Regions from separate parts of the Mus musculus genome. Here region 2 is linked to region 1. Evidence: chromatin contacts called from public promoter capture Hi-C data. All regions are on one chromosome and are shown on one strand. The core of a region is the stretch at or near the end of the contact, and the rest is flanking DNA. Distances in the headings are between cores, read along the strand shown. Region 1 holds the start of Ampd3 (adenosine monophosphate deaminase 3). Region 2 holds the start of Lyve1 (lymphatic vessel endothelial hyaluronan receptor 1).

Region 1 (6,942 bases), core at 1,249-3,748:
CACACACACACACACTCACACAATGTCTTTCAAGTAAAGGGGATTTTTTTTTTAAAGGAGATATTTTAATAAATGAATCATACGACAGGAATTTCCATAGAAAGTGGCATTTGGACTGTTCCTGCTATATAAGTTCAATGGAAAAATGAAACGTGTCAACTTTCCCCCTTTGTCACAATCTGCACGTATGTGTCAAAGCCAGAGGTTTTCCAGTGTCTTCCTCAATGGCTCCCACCTTCATTTGTGAGACACTCACCACTGAAGCTGGAGCTTGCTGAAAGTGTGTCTGAAAGCATACTTAAAAAACCACAAACTTTTTATTGATTCTTTGTGGGCTTCACACCATGCACCCCAATCCCACTTATTTCCCTGTCCCTCCATATCTGCCCTTGCACTTGGCCCAAAGAATACAACCAAACCAACCAGCCAAACAAAGAGAAACCATCTTGCTGTGGAAGCTGTGATGTGTCACACTGGGTACCACATTGTATCTTTTTGCCCACCATCTTTACTTGCAAATGATCTGGTTCAAGGTCTCTGGCTTCTGCTACACTATAGATACTGGCTCCTCACCTGGACTCCTCTTGGATACTATGTTGAGGCCCTGTGTTTTAGAGATCCTGCAGCTTTGGATCTGTAGGACTGGCCCCTTCACATGTTCTAGCAGTTCATAGATGGGGTAGATGTTGGGGTGGGCCAACTCAAAGTACTGGGTCTGGGCCTGGATGGAAGCTGAGTTGGTCAGCTTTTTGCCCAGGCGAGGGGTAGGGCCAGCTCTTCCAGTTGCTGCATCTGATGAGAAACAGGGCCAGCTCTGCACAGCTCTCAGATGTCAACATGGCTTCAGGTGACAGTCTAGACCAGGGATGTCTACATCAGAAGCATACTTTTTATAATCTTACAGATTCACTATCTCAAATTTAAAATGTCACATATTTTAAAAATAATTGCAAGGATAGTTGACGAAATACTCACTGAGAACATTGATTTCAGACAAAATCATTTTCCTGTGACCCTTCACATTTACAGAATTGGGAGGTGCTATTTGAGCAGAATTATAATTTAATAAGTGCAGAGACAGAGTTCTGTTTATCTTTGGGTATCTATCTTCTTAGGAAACAAATAACAACAGCCAGAGTCCTGGAGAGATGGCTCAGCAGTCAAGAGTACTTGTTCTTGCAGAAGATCCAAGTTCCATTCCCAGAATCTACTCGGTGACGTATAACACTCATAACTCCAGTTCTAGGGGAGACAATGCCCTCTTTTGACTTCCTCATGCACCAAATACACAGGTATGCACAGACATATATGGGAACAAAAGGTTCATGCACATAAATAAATCTAAAAAAAATTAAGGTTCAGCAAACTAGCTAGCTTTTTGTTTCTGTTTCTGTTTGTTTGTTTTTCTGTTAGACAGGGTTTCTTTGTATAACAGAGCCCTGGCTGTCCTGGACTTGCTTTGTAGACCAGGCCGGTCTCAAACTCAAAGATAGCTGTATGCTGCTTGAGTGCTGGGATCAAAGGCATGGACCACCAAGCCTGGCCTAGCAAACTAGTTTAATCACGGTTCTTTCACCAAGCCGATCATGGGCAACTTTAAAGCAAGAAGAAAAAGATGCAGCATACTATTCATTAAAAGGAAAATAATTTTCTGGGTTGATGGTATGTGCCTTTAATCCCAGCAGTCTGGAGGCAGAAGGAGGGTCCATATAGCAAAATCCAGGTGAGCCAGGGCTGCATAGTGAGATCCTGTCGTATTTTTAAATTATTGCTTCATTTTTATCACATCTTTAACATTTTAAGTGTGCTATGTAATGTATATTAGCAGTCATGTGAGTATCATTGATAAATATGTAGATTGCAAGCATCAGGCTATGAAGTAGAAAGAATAAAATTTGGTGCTTAAATGAGACAGCTGTGAAGTGAATGAAAACTCACAGTAGCAGTAACTCTGTGAAAGAGGCACAAGTCAAAAGGTGGCTCCCCAGTGTGGCTTAAAGTGGGGGTGCTTGGGTGAGGTCACTGGTCAAGACTAAAACCACCAGCAGGCAATTAGGAGTTGGGCCTAGGAATCTCTGGTTGAGATGCACCTGCCGCTCTAGAGTATTCTGGGCCTAAGAGTTTACTAGCTTATCAGCAGGCAGGAGGCCATTAAAACCACCTGGATGGGCCTGGATTCTCTGAGTTAGCTCCAGAAATGATCCAGGGAGCTGGCATCCCGAGACTCCTCGGAGCAGGAGCAGCATAATGGAAAACCAGGCCATGGAGGCTAAGAAACCGGTCACTCTGTGGAAGTCTGTGGAAGCCAGCGGCGGCAGACACCCAGTGCTAACTTTGGGAGCTGTGTTCCAGGAAGGAAGGCGTGGTCAGCAGGCTGCAGTGCTGGGAAGAGGTGAGCAAGGGTGCACAGAAAGCTCCCGCTGGCCTTGGCAACTCAGAGGTCATTCCGGACTTTGAGGGGCTGGCATAGAAACTAGACCGCAGAAGGCTGGGAAGCAAGGAAGTGTGTGTGTGTGTGTGTGTGTGTGTGTGTGTGTGTGTGTGTGTGTGTGTGTGTGTGTGTGTGTACACGCGCGCGCCCGTGTGTGTTGGGAGGGGCGGGAAGGTGATTCAAGGGACCGGTCCAACACCTGGAGAAAACCAACGCTTGCTGGTCGGTTTAGCTACCAAGAGTAAGTGTCGTGGAGGGAACCATGCCTCTAGAATCTCGTTTTTTGGGGAAAGTCCTGGTTGGGAGGGGAGGAGGAGGTGGGCAAACACCTCGAGGCGCAGCAGCTAGATTGGTGGTAGGGAGGCTCAGAGCGGGTATCCCTGCTGGCATCTGACCCGGGACAGTGTCGCGGCCCCACGGAGCCCGGGTGGAGCCGGACTCGCTTCCGGCCGAGGACAGGGAGGCTGCCGCGCCCGGGTGCTTAGGTTTCCTGCTGGCAGCGCGGCCCAGCGCCTCGGGTAGCTTCGGGTCCTCCAGGTAGTGCGCGATCCCGCTGCACAGGCTCTCTGCCCCGCCACCGGGCCCTGCCGCACAGCGCTCAGCCTGGTCCCCACCAGTCGCGGGCTCCTGCGGGGCGGGCACGGGCTGCAAGCGCGGCCTGGTCGGGTCCAGCTCCACGTACCGGGCCGCGCAGGCGTCAGTGCGCTGCTGCCGCTGCCCTGTGCGCCCTGCCCGGCGCGGCACCTGCGCTCCAGCCCGGCAGCCGGCCCCCATGGCCCTGCCCTCCGAATCCGGTGAGTGCGCGCGATGCTGCGCCGCTGACCTTGGGCCGGCGCTCTGTGCCCAGTCCCCTCTGTGCTCAGAGACCAGAACCTCCGCAGCTCCCACCTCCAGAGCCTGTTCCCCGTCCCTACCCAGCGGTGGCCTGGGTCCTGGCCTCTGGTGAGCCTGCAGCACCTCTGGTTCCTGGCTTAGAGAAAAATCTCAAGATTTAGGGAAATTAAAGGAACCGGGCATGCTAGCTTTTGAGCTCCTGGACAAGTTTCTAGGTGCCTGAGCCTCACTGGGTGTGTTGGGCTGGGGTGAACTTCTAGGTGGAGGCAGAGGTATGGACCAGATGATGAGTCCGTTTGAGGACCCCTTTCTTACCTCCTGTCACTGGGCAAGTCACTGGGAGTACACCCTTGTGCTGTAGTAGGTTGGTTCCGCCCTTGAACTTCCTGCAGCTGCTTTAAGAGCAGATCTGCTAATGGCTGGTCTAGGCTGGCAGAGGCCTGTGATGCAAGTTTGAGAGGCCCCTTAGTAGATGTTTTCTAACGGGAGTGTCCCCAAACTGCATGTGGCTGGTGAGAAATAAGCAAAGTTACTGGAGTAAAGCTGACAGCAGTATGCCCAGTATGGTCCTGAGCAGTTGTGGGCTGAGCAGGGACCTCTTTAAGAAGACATGCTTTGTACCCTAGGTACAAAGAGTCAATGCCAAGTTGCAGGCAGCCGTGGAGCCTCTGTCTGTTCCAGCTCCATCATCACCTTCACCTCAGAGGAAGTGTTGACTGCAGACTGGGGGAGTCCGCCTGTCCAGGTTGCAACTTGGAGGGACTTGGCTTGCTCTGAAGAGGCTGGTAGTACCTGGTCCTCTCTAGGTGGGCTGGTGTGAGACTCTAACCTTTCAGGCCTATCCATCCTTAGCCCAGCCTCAAACCTGAAATCCTGAATACAGGCGGACTGGCTCTCACCAGCATTGTGTTCTTTGAGATAAAAGGTTTGCTTTTCCTGTTCTTACTCTTGCTGAGTCCCTCTTCAGATGGCCTCTGAGTCAATCCCAGATCTTGGCAGTATCTTGGGCAGGTGAAATGTAGGCTTAGAATTAAGTTGGAATATACTTTTCTTTCCCAAAGCAATTCAGTGGCCTGTTTCTGTTGTCAAGTATATTAATCCCTATTTCCTCCATGTGCTGTCTGCAGTTCTAGAAGAGACAATGGCTCTGCCTTTTAATCCACAGTATGAGGAGCTGATGAGGGTGCAGGCTGATTGATGGCTGGAGTCCAGGATGTGCACAGTCCCTAGGAAGAAGCAAACTATAGAGGAAATGACCCCCCCCCCCCATGCAGCTTCACATTTAAATATGGCTTCTGTCTCCCTGTACCACATAGGAACTTGGGAGAGTACCAGCTCCACCATGGTGTTTGATAAATGTCAAATAAAAGGAGTCAGTGTCTGGATGAAACTTCACATTCGTTTTCCCTGCTGGATTCTCTTGTATCTGATGTCAGAATGATGAAGAAGATAGTGATGCTGACAGCTAATACCTACAAAGAACATATGCTGAGCTAGGGATGAGTCTAAACAACTCTCATGTGCTGCCTGACTAATCATGGCATCTCATGGCATTGCCATTTCCATTACTCTTCTTTTATAGGGAATAAAAAACCACGGAAAGTTTCATCATCTGCCCAAGGCCATATAAATAAGTGGTGGAACAGGATTCAAAGCCAGGTAGTCTGGCTTGAGTCTATGTGCTTAACCATACACATGGCTGACTCTCGAGATCACCACAAGGAGATGGCCTCTGCTTAGACCATTCCCTCCTCTGTTATCTTATGTAAATATCTATTCAACATGTGTGTGTGTGTGTGTGTGTGTGTGTACTGGGTACTTAGCACTGTGGTATAATCACAAATAAGATAGGTGATGTGTGCGGACGTGATATTTACCAGGTGCCCAACTCTTGTCACACACATCTCAGAAATGAGAAGGAAATGGGCCCCTCTGGGCAAGCCTGTGCCTTGCCTTTAGAGAGTAGAGTGGTGTGTTTCATGATGAGACATAATTTGATTCCAGCTTTTCATGCCAGACACAGACAATTAAGTGATAAAAACGAACACGCCCTGGTCTCTGGAGTAGGAGATACAGGCCTCCCGTCTTGTTATCATAGGTCATCCCGAAATCCACTCAGGAGGGTTTGGGAAGGACATGGGGAAGCTGGGGAGTTGGTTCAGTGGGTAAAGTGCTTGCTGCTCAAGGTTGAAGACCTCAGTTCAGAGTCCTAGAATGCACAGAGGAAGTGGGTGTGTCAGTGTTCTCCAGGAACCCCCAGCACTAGGTGGATGAGACAGGCTGATCCTGGGGCCTCCTGGCCAAGCTAGCTGAATAGAGACCAGCTTAGTAAAGAGATCTTCTCTTAGAAAGATAAGGTGGAGAGCAACTGAGGGAACTGACATCAACCTCTGGCCACACATGTTCCGGTGAATACACATGCTACTTGTACAACACACACACACACCACAATCCTCCCCCACCCCCACCCCAGGGAACTGAGGCTTTAAGCATGGGATGAGCACTCCTCAGTCCAGTGAGGCATGTGGGCCACAGAGAAGAGCAGTATGCCAGTCTCAAGGTAAACTGTGGTCCTGAACATTACTGGTCCTCCTGAGACAGAGCTGTCCCTGTCCATTTAGCTCAATGGGACCCTCAGCCATTGTTCCTCCCTTGTCAACAGAGCAGAGCTGCCTCCATGCTCTGTCTAGACCTGGTGGAGTTGGCCCCACACCTTTATCTTGGCCTCAGGATGGCAGCTTTCTCTAAAATGGAAACTGCAGACCTAGTGGAAGGCGTTTCCCAGCTCTGATGACACGGGATATTAATAGGTATTTTTTCCCATGGTGGGATTGCCAGTGAAGTGTGCTAAGTATCTTTCTTTATTGCAAGACTTCTCTCATGGCTATGCTAGTAGAAACTGTGTGGAAATCCCTGTAAGAGAAGACAGTGTTTCCAGATCTTCCCTTTTGGAGTCTACAGACTGCACTTTGTTTAGACCAAGGCCACCTAGAATCCCATTAAAGTTGGAGGATAAAATGACCGGAATGTGTTGGACTTTGAGCCATGATCCAGGATGCTCTCTGATCACTTCTCCCACATACCATCCCCTTCCCCAAATGCCAGGAGTGAGAGTGATTTGTTCTAATTGTCTTTTGACAGGACAAATTTGTATGTATGTGTGTGTGTATGTGTGTGTGTATGTGTGTGTGTCTGTCTGTCTGTGTGTGTGTGTGTGTGTGTGTGTCTGTCTGTCTGTCTGTCTGTCTGTCTGTCTGTCTAAGGGTGTCAGAGTTATAAGTGGTTGCTTAATATACATGCTGGGGGTGAACTGAGGTTCTCTGGAAGAGCAAGAATCACTCTTAACCATTGAGCCATCTCTTCAGCCCCTTGACAGAACAATTTTAAGGGCTTGGCTTCCCCTTCTCCCATGCTGTAAGCATTTTGAATTATTTAATGAATAAACATTGCCCTCCTTCCAGGTTGTGTGTGGCCTGCTGACTGTACTGTTTATGAGACAGTTGTGTGGACAGGTGGACTGTAATCTCAGGGTTGCTGAAGCCCAGCAGTGGGTCACGTGTCAGCTCTGTAATCCTGCTCTAGGCTCACAGGAGTTACAGTGTGGGCACAGCAAGGCACAACCTCTCGACTGGGCACGAGGAGGTGACTCAGGTCCAAGACAGGGCTACAGCTAGCCT
Region 2 (7,728 bases), core at 2,184-4,683, 95 kb after region 1:
GGACAAAGGTTAGAAGGCACCATATCTACCACTAAGCAGGAACACTGGCTTTAGTGAAGCTCTTTGTTACCTGCAAGTCTCAAAGCCAGATTTCTGCGCTGACTCTACCTGGTCCCTGCTGGCCAGAGTCAGTCCCAGCATCTTACAGGCCTCGTTGGCTTCTGTGAAATTCATCTGTGGGTTTTTGTTTCTGCCCACAAGGGCAACGCCCATGATTCTGCATGTAGAAATGGAAAGGTCTGGAAAGAAATCATAAAGTCCTCAGTTTGCTTCCAGCTTTGTTCCCAGCTCTCAGAGAATCATTGTCTTGACCCTGGTCTGTGAGGCTGGTGTTGAACTTAGTTATGATTCAAGCCAAGAATATCCCACACGGACTGCTCGCTGGGTTAGATGCTTGTACTGCCTGATTGAGGCTGTAAATCTCCAGATCCCAAGCCCACTGAACGCTATGTACTAAGGAAGCTTTAGCTATCAATTGTTCCAGCGTGGGGGGTCTAGGTGATTTAGATGCTGCAAGCTTTCTTTTTCTTTTTTTTAGTCTATGTAAGGAAGCCTCCGAGAGTTCAAAGAAAACTCAGAGCTCTGGTTAACAGCATAATCACTAGCAATACTCCAAAGTAATGTGTCTCTGTTTTGAAAGAGGCGTATACTTGCTAGAAGAGAATGTGAGTTCTCCGTTTCAGGTCCTTTCTGGCCATTGGAGGACAGGCTTACTCAGAAATTCCTGGAGGAGCCTGCAGGAAATCTTGCAGGGCAGGGAAACTAAATAAAGGAAGTTGAGTTTCAACATCAGGGCGGGCTTGGCTATCACCTGCTCTCTGTAACTCTGAGACCTTGCAACTTTGTTACGTTATCTTTTTGAGCCCATTTCCTTATTTGGAATAGAGAGAGTAATGATCCACTGGGCAGAGGGTAGCAGGAGTTACAGGAGTGAGTTCTAGCAGGGCTTAGCATCTGCCACATACTAGGTACTAATAGATAATAGCGTCCTTTGGGCTTCAGAACATTCTGATGTTATCTACCAAAGACTGATCTTGGGAAGGCGGAGGCAATGGTACTTGTCAGAATATTTTTCTCAAAATCTACTGGATTTGGGAGCTCTTTTGACACACTTCCCTGGAACTTATAGATCTATGTAAAATTACCATGTATTATATCCCTTATATTACCTTACTTCTGCTGGGCTTTATTATGAAAATCTACTTTAAAAAGGCATTTTAGCCTTGTAAATAGTGGCTATGCAAGACTCTAGCAGGGATACCCAGCCTTTGGCCTATGGACCACACAAACTTTTAGTCTAGTGGTTCAAAATAGTAAACTTACTTAAAACATTGGGAAATTTTCTTGTGAGATTCTCTCATTCCCTCCCTCTCCCTCCCTCCCTCTCTCATCTGTTGAGCTTTGTCTATGAAAGTTCATCTCAAGTTCCCAAGCCTCTGAGAAAAACGTCATGCCTCTCCTGCTGTTGAGTAGCTGTTGGGACTTTGGGGACAAGTTAGGGCTTTCATCTGTGAAGTTGCACCTTGTGAGGCCCTGTAGTTGGAAGTAAATTAGGTAGCTTGTCCCTAGCAGAACTCTAATCCGTGCAAATCAGTCAAACATACAAATTTCATGCTTTCTGATTTCATCTAGAAATTCTAATATCAAGCTGGAATCCAAGGCTACACGTTCTATAAGACTTAGAAAATGTCACAGATCACGGGAACAGCGTGCTCTTGGGAGTCTGATAGGGCGGAGGCAATACCAAGTGTTAGGATCGTCTACCTGCGGGGCCTTAGACGAACCCCTTGGATGCACGGAGACTGTTTTTTCCCACATAGGAAATGTTTTCTGACAGAGGAGTCAGTGCGACTCTACACACGCTCCATTCTGACTCTCTCTGTAACAAGCCTTTTAAGAAGTTCCTGTCTGCACCCACTGCTCACCTCAGCACCACTGAGGCCAGCTGGATGATGGTAACTTTCTACTCTTTGCAAGAACTTAATTTCCTTAGGAAACAAAATGCCATTGTTGAGGAGGAAGCAAATAGTGTGGCAGGGGTCTAAGAGCGAGGGATGTGGCTCAGTTTGGAGTACCTGTCTAGCAGGCACAAAGCCTGAAATTCATGCTTTGTCACAGCGTGGGACTGAACACGACACTCTTGTAATCCCTACATCTACTGTGTGAAGGAAGAAAGGATCACTTCAAGATCACTTTCAGCTACATAGTGAACGTATGGCTAGCCTGGGCTACAAGAGACCCCCCCCCCCCGCCAAAAAAAAACCCCAAAGCATAACAAACAAACAAACAAACAAACAAACAAAAAAACCTTCCAAAATAATTGGTGTAATTGTAGCACTGTGGACTGTGGGGTGTGTGTGTGTGTGTGTGTGTGTGTGTGTGTGTGTGTGTGTGTGTGTGTTTGTTGTGTGTATGGCCTCCTGATGGCATTGCTAAGAGGACCAGGTTTATTTTAAAGTGACAGTTCTGGTATTGGTGGGGGGGAGGAGGCATAATCATCTACTCTAATCTCTCATAAAAGTCAAATCCAGCAATATATGAATCAACTCCGAACATCTGATCCTGATATGTCTCCTGTTTCAGGGCATCTTCAGCAGAAGGGTTCTCTTTAATGAACCTGTTACTTCACTTGCCCAGGACAGTAATAAGTGGTTTGTGATTTCAGCGTTTTTCCTACTATGCCAAATGAGGTCTCCATGAACGCAGCCCACAAACACAGAAGCAACTGGAGTCCCTCCCTTCACAGCTGCTGATGGGAAACATTTAAACCCAAATTGTCAGTTAATTCCCTGCAGATTAAAGTTACTGCAGATTAAAACATTGCATTCCTCTAGTGGCAGAATATCCTTGCGATTAAAGCAATTATATTAACAGAGTAGTATAAAGTGGGCAGGATTTAATAAAATATACCCATTTTTCCTTGGACTTGATGACTGCTTTCAATGTTCATAACCTTGGTTTGCTCCTTGAATAAAATCCTTTAAAAACAAATGACTTCTCATTTTTAAAAAAAGTCAAATTATTATCGTTAAAAACTTTCCATAACCCCAAATAAAATTCTAAGTGATGTCAAGGTGAGTGTGAGTCATTTGGAGAGTCTGCAGTGCAGTCAAACCTCTTTGGGTAAGCAATAAGATCCACTCAATCTGATAACCTCACAAGTCTCCTCCATTCCCAACAGTCCATGGTCAAGAGCAGGGGGAGCCTTGGACGCTTCCCAAGCCCTTGTGTAGCCTCCGTGTAGAAACCTGGTAAGACACCTACCTTGCACGAGGTCGGCACCTTGGACTGGGTGCCTAGTGGTCCAAATAGAGGCGAGGAGTAACACCAGGCTAGTGTGCTGGAGCATTGTGCAGATCCCTCCGGGGCACTGTGGCTGGCCACCCGCAGTAAGGGAGACAGATGTTCAATCACCAAGCTGGATGGAGAGTTCTGGAAATAGGCTGAGGATTTCCCTGCTTTCAAGCTTCTGATTTGTCAAAATCACTGGAGGAAATGAATGACATCCCTTGAACGCCCAGGCTGTACTTTGTGGATGGCTTTCTGGAACATTTAGCTAATGCTGACTCAGAAAGCACACGGGTGAGGAAGGCAGATAGCACTGTGTCAGCTGCTGAAGATTTCCCCAGTTCCCATATTCCCCTGTGGACTCAGTTCCCACACTCTCCAGTGTGATGCTTTGCGGAGCCCATTCATTCATGTCCGCCCGTGACTGGCTCTGCCGCTAAGAGACTGAAGATGGATTGTGTTTCTTTTCCTTTGTACAAGCAGTGCCCACCACCTCTCAGATGCATTGCCTTGTAATGTGTAAGGAAATAATAGTGAGGCTTAGGATAGTGACTGCTCATAAAAGCACCACTCCTTCCTTTGGAACTTCTTACATACACGGGACAGATCAACATTGCTAGGAGATTCATTTTTCAGAGAGACAAGACTCATAAAAGTCTTATCTGGAGCTGAAACAGTGGCTTAACAGTTCAGAGCATGGGCTGCCCTTCCAGAGGGCCTGAGTTTGGATCCCAGAACCCACACTGGGCAGCTCATAACCACCTGGAATTCCAACCCCAGGGGATTTATGCCATCTTCTAATTTCTGCAGACACCCACGCTCATTGCACATACCCACTCACAAGTATGCATACAGATTAATAAATCATTTTTAAAATTCACAGTTATAAAACATAAGTAACAAACCATTTATTTTTTTAAAAAAATTAGACACTTTGCACCTTACAAAAGGAGTTTTGATTTGTGTAACAGTGATCACCACAGGGATTATTGTGTCACAGTTCCCACAGTTACTTTTCGCTGGGTGCTGGTGGAATTCATCTTAGACTCCAACGTCTTCATGTGACACATATGACAGACAGCCACACTGTGTTAAATCAGAATGCACTCTGTATCTCCAAGCGGGGTTTTCAGTGGTTCTTCTTCAATAATTACAGTTGGAGCTCTGGAGTAACGCCTGGAGCAAAGGGCTGTGAGTTTTCCTCAAAAGTAAGTGTCCTTTATGGGAGTGGTAGTGTGTGTGTGTGTGTGTGTGTGTGTGTGTGTGTGTGTGTGTGTCCATATGTGGCTATGTGTACATGAGTGCAAATACCCAGGAGACCAAAAGAGGGTATCAGACCCTAAAGAGCTGGGGTTACACATAGTTATGAGCTGCCTAACATGGATGCTGGGAACTGAACTCAGGTCCTCTGCAAGAACAGAACTTAATTTTAAATACTGAGCCATTTGCCCAGTGTTGCCTATTTAATTCAACACTCGAATCACATGGATAATTACTTAATTGTACTGGTACAGACGTAGATACATGTGCAAAAAATGCCAGTAATGAGACTCTATTCTTCACAAACACTGAGAGTTTCTAGGCAAGCAAGGAAATAGCCCCTGAATATCTCTGATGTAAATGTGTTTGCACACAAGCCCTGGGGAGTGCATTAGAACATGTGACTCTAGCACTGTAGTTCCAGAAAAAGAGGTAGGAATCATGTCCTTTAAAAATCATCCTTGATGCTTAGCATCATGACAGAAAGAATAAATCATCCTAAGAAGGGGGAGAAGATGGCAGAAAGGGGAGAATTAGCTGTAGAAGGCAAAGCGTGTGAGAAATAACTTAGGAGAAATGAGACCTCATTAGCTTTTATAAACAAAAGGACAGACGGGCTTCTTAGATAAAAGAGGTCTGAATGATTGTACCAGGGCTAAGTGGTGAGTTTCCAAAGTAAAGAAACAAGTTGTTCATGACCGTGTGAGAGAAGTTTAGCCACTGTTAGAATATGACTGGGAATAAATATTGCTGTCAAGAGAGGCTCTTCTGATGTAACCAAAGCTGGCCTAGACCTTTTTACTAAAAAATAAGAATTTTATACATGTAGATAATATGTTCGATAATATTCACCCCATTTCCTTCTCTTCTTAGCTCCTTCCTGCTCCTCAACTCCTTCTTCACAGCATGTCTCCTCCCTATGCTCACATCTTTTCCTAAAGCCCACTGAGTTTAATTAAGGTTGTTCACATGTGCATGGAAGAGAGCTGTTTGCTGTACCATGGACAACTTCGTAGTGGCTAACTTCTGAAGGAAAATGACGACTTCTCCTCTGGCAGCCATTAACTGCCAATAGCTGCTCCTGAGCAGCCTTCCCTGGCTGGGATGGAACGCGTGGAATCCTGGCCCACGTGACCACAGCTGCTGAGCTTCATCATGCACAAAGGACAGGGTCTCACAGCTCTCTTTCTAACTAGGGTTCTTATGTTCTTTCTGCCTTCGCTCCTGCCTATACTCCTTGAGTCTCGGGGTGGGGGGATGGGCGAGGAATGGTATAAACACTCTGATTAGGGCTAAGCACGCAGCAGCAGCCTAGTCTTAGCATTCTGAGCAGCGAAGAGTCTTTAAAAGGAGCTTCTCTGTTCAAGGCAGGTGACTGGACTTCACTGCCTCTCCAAATATTACATATACATTATGTATCACTATATTACACACATCTATATAAATATTATATGAATATATGAATAATATATGAATATATCCCACATCAGTTTCTGTGCCTCTCTGTGTGGTAAGCGTTGCTACAAAGATCCACTCTAGTTTCCTTTTCTGTTTCTGTGATAAGACTCTGAGAGTAAGCAACTTGATGAGGAACGGGTTTATTTCATCTTACATTTTCAGGTCTTAATCCATCACTGAGGGAAATCAGGGCAGGAACTCAAGGGAGGGCCTGAAGCAGAGGCCATAAACTGGGCGGAGGATGATGCCCATATTTGAGTTCAAATTCCAACACTAATAATCCACGTGTCCTGGAGCGTATTTTAAGAGCACTTAAATTCTCCGGGCCTCAATTTTCATTGCCTGGCAAACAATGGAGTTACAGGAACTTAAAAATAACAGTAGTTCTATGGACCTGGATAAGGCTTATTTCTAAGAAATACACAGGTGGACAAATGTATTACTTACTGTATTCTGACTGCTGTAACTAACAACCCCACAACTCAATGGCTTGTTTGAAAAGTCTATGAGGTGTTCCGATGGCTGACAGGAGATGATGGTGGGAATAGTGGGTGGGAATACTGAGGACTCCACAGCACCATTTACTCAGAGAGAGAGAGGGTGCTTCTGCCTGTCTTCTAGTATCTCTAGAGCTCTCTTCCTGGACCAGCAACCAGAACGCTGACAATGGTGCTGAAGAACGCTTTCAAGGCCAAGCCTGGGGTGTGTCACTCCTGTTTACAGTTGAGCAATCAGAACTTAGTCACATGTTCCCATCTAACCTGATCAAGGAGTTTTAATCCAGTTATGTACTCTGAGAGGGAAAAAGGAAAATGAGTTTGTGAACATAGGATGGCCTGTGCTTGAGTGTCCCTACTTAGTCAGCCAATATTAAGCTCACTATTTCTCCCTCTTGCAGAACACAAGGGAGGCCACTCAAGGTCCTAGGCTGCACAGAGTCCATGATCTCTGAGTTATCCTCTATTTTATTTTTCAATTTCTATGATAAGCCACAATCAAAGCAACTTAGAAAAGAAAACATCTAATGGGAGCTTACAGTTTCAGATGGTGAGTCCATGACCATTGTGGCAGGGAGCATGGTGCTGGAGTCATAGCTGAGAGTCTGCATCCTGACCCATAGGCATGAGGCAGAGACAGCTAACTGGAATGCCATGGGTCTTTTGAAACCTCAAAGCTTGCCCCTATTGATATACCTTCTTCAATGAGACCATACCTTCTAATCCTTCCTAAACAGTTCCACCCAACTGGTGACCAAGTATTCAAACAGATAAGCCTATGGAGGCCATTCTCATTCAGACCACTAAGTATAGCTGTGGCAATTTGTAGTCTGGTGACCTATGGATTTAAGAGGTTGTATACCACTCCCTATAGGTATTGGTGAAGCAGGATCTGGATGGTCTCAATGAAATTTCCCACTCATCAAGGGGAAGAATGGAAGTCACAGCAATCGCCACGCTTAAGTGGTCCAGTAATGTCAGAGAAATGGCATAATGAAAATCATTGCTGTGGATGGGATGCAGTTTGCGTGTTATTCAAGAGTCCAATATGGTTAAATGCTGGGTCTCCAGAGCGGTATCATGTTAGGAAGAGAGGTCTAAGTGGGGAGTTTTTCTTGTGCAGTTCTTTTGGGAGTTCTTGTGAAAGGGTTGTTATATACGGAGCAAGCCTAACCTGGTCAACCCCTTCCTCTCTGCTTTTAGCTTTGACACGTGACTGCCAGCT

What was found. Capture Hi-C pulls out chosen DNA fragments and counts their contacts.
Region 2: a promoter capture Hi-C map of adipose tissue shows a contact between it and region 1. The contact joins the promoter of Lyve1 here to the promoter of Ampd3 in region 1. A contact is called at or near these places in 6 of 39 promoter capture datasets (embryonic stem cells, hippocampal neurons, liver and 3 more), 1 of 115 datasets of contacts at active chromatin or transcription factors (pancreatic cancer cells) and 1 of 9 other capture datasets (adipose tissue).

What each region holds. Positions count from the first base shown.
Region 1 is chr7:110,765,708-110,772,649 of GRCm38.p6, forward strand. Ampd3 (adenosine monophosphate deaminase 3) reads left to right here and starts at 2,499. Exons shown (of 15, transcript NM_001276301.1): 1 at 2,499-2,672. It also overlaps B430319F04Rik.
Region 2 is chr7:110,859,520-110,867,247 of GRCm38.p6, forward strand. Lyve1 (lymphatic vessel endothelial hyaluronan receptor 1) reads right to left here and starts at 3,434. Exons shown (of 6, transcript NM_053247.4): 1 at 3,265-3,434; 2 at 71-239. The coding sequence starts at 3,349.